2 separate regions of the Sus scrofa genome follow, and region 1 is linked to region 2. The links are chromatin contacts, called in public HiChIP or PLAC-seq maps. All regions are on one chromosome and are shown on one strand. The core of a region is the stretch at or near the end of the contact, and the rest is flanking DNA. Distances in the headings are between cores, read along the strand shown.

Evidence for each region. HiChIP or PLAC-seq counts read pairs in DNA pulled down with a chosen protein or histone mark.
Region 1: a contact with region 2 is called in an H3K27ac HiChIP or PLAC-seq map of skeletal muscle. The contact joins two enhancer-like sites. A contact is called at or near these places in 1 of 47 Hi-C or Micro-C datasets (epiblast stem cells) and 1 of 2 datasets of contacts at active chromatin or transcription factors (skeletal muscle).

What each region holds. Positions count from the first base shown.
Region 1 is chr1:22,069,751-22,072,450 of Sscrofa11.1, reverse strand. All of the region lies in intron 2 of AIG1 (androgen-induced gene 1 protein), which reads left to right. Among named protein-coding and RNA genes, the nearest start is that of AIG1, 94 kb to the left of the region's middle. Within about 2 kb of position 1,395, at least 3 of the 83 cell types and tissues checked have an H3K27ac peak or open chromatin away from gene starts, as enhancers often do. A contact at or near this core is called in skeletal muscle, where this site is marked.
Region 2 is chr1:21,854,095-21,856,794 of Sscrofa11.1, reverse strand. The region is part of intron 1 of LOC110256604 (a long non-coding RNA gene); the gene reads right to left. Among named protein-coding and RNA genes, the nearest start is that of PEX3, 54 kb to the right of the region's middle. Within about 2 kb of position 1,259, at least 24 of the 83 cell types and tissues checked have an H3K27ac peak or open chromatin away from gene starts, as enhancers often do. A contact at or near this core is called in skeletal muscle, where this site is marked.

The sequences.
Region 1 (2,700 bases), core at 146-2,645, 220 kb before region 2:
GGTACAAACCAAGGTTGGAGATGAAGGCAGGCACCAAGTCGTACCGGCTCTTATAGGAGTTGGGTTTTTCTTCCCACCTTAATTACTCAATCTGAAAAGATAGTTAAGGACCTCAGTGTGTGTACAGAGAGAGAAATTATGAATTCCACCAAAAAGATGACAGTTGAAAGCCATGAAAAAGACCTAACATCTACATGTGCTTTAGAAAGTCTCTAAATGGAGATTCAGATTTTAAGGTAATTTGAGCAGAATGCATTACTCACATTATATAATTATATTCCTCATAATTACAGTTGAGGAATTCTGTGTCACACTTCTAGGAATCAGTACTAGAACCCGCCTGTACTCTGGACGAAAAGATGCTCTGGCGTTTCAGAGCGCCCTGTGCTTCACTCTGCGTTCCTCAAGTTAGGGTATGGCTGTGGGAGGTCAGCCAAGAGGAAAGAACCTAGGACTCAGGATGTGCCAAGTGGGAAGACAAGGGCCATGTGGGAAGACAAGGGGGAAGACCAGGGCCATGTCAAAATGAGGGGCCATTGGAGACGAAGCCAGCTGGCATCCCAACACACAACTTATCCTCGTGCTTCATGTGTTTGGAAAGAGAAATCACAACTGGAAACATGTCTAAACATTACCTCTCAGAAATGGAAAGAATTGACAAGAAGGCAGATCAGGAAAAGGAAACATAAAAGCAAAATAGTAGAGCCCAAAGAGAAGTTAAATGTTTTCCAGTCTGTATTTGGTAAGGTCTGAGTAGTAATAGATTAGTTTTAAAAGGGAAAGCAATTTCCTAGGCTCATGTCAGGTTGAGGCTGAAGACTTTAAAGATGCATTTATTTATTTCCTCCTCCTCTTCTTTAACAGTGGATGTTTGAAGTCATGCTAAATGGCCTTTATAGACCAATCCATAGATAAGTGACTTTTCTCTTTAGCCTCCTTCAGGGCAAATTTCTCTGCAACATCCTTTGCATTCTAATTGGTTTAACTAAACTCTGAAGAATTTCCCACTGATGGGTAAAGCTTCTCCTTAGAAGTGAACTACAGCTAATTAGCTTCAGCTTCTCCTGGACTCCACGAGAGGCTCCTGACAAAAAGAGACAAAGTGTGAATGCAGTTTTCTTTTGCATTTCTTTCCAATCCTGCTGGGGGTTCAATTGAGGCCTCTATGACCAGCTGTAATACAAGTATTTTGTTGGGAAGCTTGAAGGCCTGGAAAGTGAATGTGCTTCTCCCACTTTCAGTTCAAGTACAGTATTCTGGTCCTGGCAGCACAGGAGCAGCAGGTGTGTGCTGCAGAATAGCTGGCCACTGGTCCTGGCCAGAGAAGGAGCCTCTTCACAGCAGTAGGACGTTGCAGTATCACTTAGCCTGTCTGAAAGAACCTATTTTTGTTCCTATCCATGCCCTGATAGTAGAGTTCAAACTAATTTTGGGTCTGCTGATGACCATATCATCAAGAGGATATCAGCACAGGAAGCCAAGAAGCTACCATCTGTGCTGTGTTTATATCTCAGGAATTATTTACAGGGCTGATTACTCGGTTCGCTGTACCTCTTGACCTTCTAGTGTTGCACTAAGAAAGGTGACTAACACTTTCTTCAAAGTCACCTCACTTTTAATAACCCGTATAATTCCTGCAATCCATGGTATGGGGTCAAAGGAGTGAACAAATTGCTTCACCAAGTATTGACCTCCCACGATGCTTTATGTGGTCGGGGCATCATGAATGATCATTCCCGATGAACAGAAGGTAGCTGTCCCCAGCGCTGTGCTGGTAAACGTCAATGACTGGCTCTCTAGAGACAAAATACCTGATTCGCCACATTTGCTGATTTCCATAGTGGTATATTAAGAACAACTTTATAGATTCAAAAATTTAGATGAAGTGGAGAAATTCTACAAAGGCCAAAGTGGCAAAAAGTAACTCAAAAAAAAAAAAAAATAGAAAACCTGAAAACTCTATGTCTATTAAAGAAACTGAATTCCCAATTAAGTCCTCTCATAAGAAAACTTATAGGTCCAAATGACATCATTGGAAAAGTATATCAAATAGATAAGGCAGAAATTAACCCATCTTACACAAAGCCCTTCACAAAATAGAGGTGGGAACACGTCCCAATTTTATTTTTGGAGGCCTGCATTATCCTATAACCCAAATTAGAAAATGACATTATGAGAAAAAAATAAAAAAACGAACTAGAGGTCCCCGTACTTGATGAATAAAGATGGAAAAAATTCCCTAACAAAATATCAGCAAGTTGAATCCAGCAATACATAAAAATGATAATATATAATGACCAGGAATTAAAGGTTAGTTTAACATTAAAGATCACGCAATATGATTCCTCCTATTAACAGAATAAAGGAGAAAAAATATATGTTCACCTGAAGATATGCAGAAAACGATCTGAAAAAATTCAGCACTCATTCATTATATACATAACTTAAGAATAGGAGAGATTTTTCTCAACTTGAAAAAGGAAAAATCTCCAGGTAAAATCACACTGAAATATTGAAACAATGAGCACTTTCTCTAAGTGAGGAAGAAGGCTCTCTCTTCCTCACTTCTAGTCAACATTGTGCAATAAGAGAATAGAAATTGTAAAGAAAGAAGAAAACTGTCCTCCTTTGTGGATTGTGTACATGTAAAAATCAAAAATAGTTTATAACTACACAAACTACTAAGTGAATTTAACATGG
Region 2 (2,700 bases), core at 10-2,509:
GGGGGACAGAAAGCAATATAAGCATGAGCTGTAACAATTTCAGAAACAAGCAGGACACGGTGACATCAGCAGAACGAGGCATGTCAAAGCCAGTGACAGACAACACAGAGAAGATTCCTTGTAGAGCTCTAGGCAATTCTGTTCTGGCTGGAATCTTTAGTTAACAGTCTAGAAGGGCCCATTATCTGTGATTTAACTGGAAGTCTGAATGAACAGTACAAGTATTTGACATATTTCTTGGTAACACCTTTTAATAAAGGTCGTGTTTGTCTCTAGTTTTGTACTAGAATTCTTTTTTTTTTTTCTTTTCCCCTTGCTTTTTAGGGCTGTACCTATGGCAAATGGAAGTTTCCAGGGTAGGGGTCAAATTGGAGCTGCAGCTGAGGCCTACACCACAGCCACAGCAACGCCAGATCCAAGCCGAGTCTGTGACCTGCATCGCAGCTCATGGCAACACCAGATCCCTGACCCACTGAGTGAGGCCAGGGATCGAACCCCCACATCCTCATGGATACTAGACAGGTTCATAAGCCACTGAACCACAACTCGAAATCTTGTAGTAGAATTCTTTAGCGGGGACTCTCTTAAAATTCCTCTTTGGAGATTGAATTTTTGAGTCTTTTTCATACCCTCCCCATGCCACAGGCCTGCTTCTTGCACACACACACGCACACGCACATGCACAGACCCCCCCCCCAATCCCTGGTGAGGGCCTAGATGGGAGCTACTGGTTGGCACTGGGTTAATTCCCACCACCCTGAAGCTGTGAGGCCCAGGGGGACCCACACAGGAGGTCTGAACCTGTCTTGTTCCCTAACCCCCCAGGAAGGGAACCTTAATCATTGGTTCTTTTCCTTGTCTGTTTTCTGTTTGAGCAGTGAGGACTCAGTGAGAAGAAAGCAGCAGAAGAAAGAAATGCTTGGGAATCAGAAACAGGGGCGGTGAGAAATGAAAATGATGTGCAGAGTTTCACCAGTCCCTGCTCTTTCTCCTTTTCCTGCTTTTTTGGAGTTCAAAATCCCTGCTCTTTCTCCTTTCCTGCTTTTTTGGCGTTCAAAATCCCACAGGTGTACACATGGTAAAATATGCTTTTATCACACCATTAAGTAACACCTCACTCTGAGTCAGACCGAGTTATGAAACCTGAAGGTTCAGAAAAGCAGATTGAGGATTGGGAGAGCGATGCCCACAGTAGGAAGTCACTGGGTTCAGCCCCTGGCACCAGTGAAGGATGAGGCCGTCCCCCCCAGGACCTGCTTCTCCTGGAGATGACTAAGCCCACACAAACGTTTGGGTTCCATGGAAACCACAGGGAGGAGGGCTGGCCTCTGAGGCTGGGAGAGAGAACTGAGCTGCCCCGTTGGGTGGGCCCCACAACTGACTTCCCATGTTGTCACTTCACACGGCACACGGTGGTTTGCTCTTTGGCAACACCGAAGAGAAAGTGTGTGTGCGGCGCTTGTAAAAGCTCTCAATTTGACGCGGGTGGGTGAGCTCTGTTGCCTCCCAGAGGCAGGAGAAAGCCTGAGATGAGTAACCTCGTTACCCGTTGGCTCTGCCGCAGAGCTGGATGGGTTCCCAGGGTCTGTCCCGGCCAGGAGGTCAGCAGGGACCAACAAAGTCCCACCACGTGATTCACGGGAGCAAGTGCCCTTCACTGTGTCCCCCTGCCAAGGACCGTGGACACGGTGTCCTTATTGGAAAGGGTGAGACCATTCTGATTGGAGACACTCATATTGGGTGTTTTAAATTTCAGGCAGTAGACAAACACATCTGTTGTTTCTCTCAGGCAACGAACTACCTTTCTGAAGATGACAGCAGGCCCCTTGAATAGAAGACCCAGGTGGCGTCTAATACCAGTTAATAGTGTAAGAAAACTGTTGAAAAAGGGGAAATCACAAATGTTGACTTTCAAGTAACTGAAAATATGATTGCAAAGTAGCTTTGCCTGTCCCGCCCTGACACCTCACACATCAAAGGAGAAAGTAACTTTTCTAGAAAAGGATATCAGCAAGTGCAAATTCACACACAGAGGCCTGTGAATGTGCCAGCACCCAAGGCGTGCAGAGGAGGGAGCGTGGAGGCGGGAGGGAGAGGCTGATGAGAAGAGCTTCCTTAGGCAGGAGCTGCACATCCACTTTAGAGGAGACAGGAGCATGGCCAGCAGAGAGAGCAAGTTCCAAAGGGACAAAGGTGGAAGCAAGCAGGCAGCTGCACAAAAGTCTCTGCAGTAATAGGATTGTACTTTTTGATTTGTCCAAAAGCAGGTGATGTACATCCAGCAGGATGACCCCTCGTCTGGGAACTTGCATATGCTGCAGGTGCAGCCCTAAAACAAAACAAAACATAAACCCACAAAGCTCACTTTGCAGTCAGGGCGTGAGGGGTCACTGAGTCCACTCATTCAGAGCCAGCCATCCCTCCCTTCGAGGCTTCTCGAGGCTGACTTAGGGCCTGGAACAACACCCAGCAATGTCCCTGCTACCATGAGCTCTCCCTGTGCCTTGGAGAGAGGCAGATAGCGAGTCAATAAACAGAGGTTAGCTCTCACAGTGTTAAGTGTTTCAAGAAAAATAAAGCAGTCATGTGATGAAGTGATGGAGAGGGAGTGGCATTTGATGAGGGAGTTAGGAAAGGTTTCTTGGAGGTTGGGACACTTGGGCAGAGAACTCAGTAAATGTCAAGAAACAGCCAACTTTG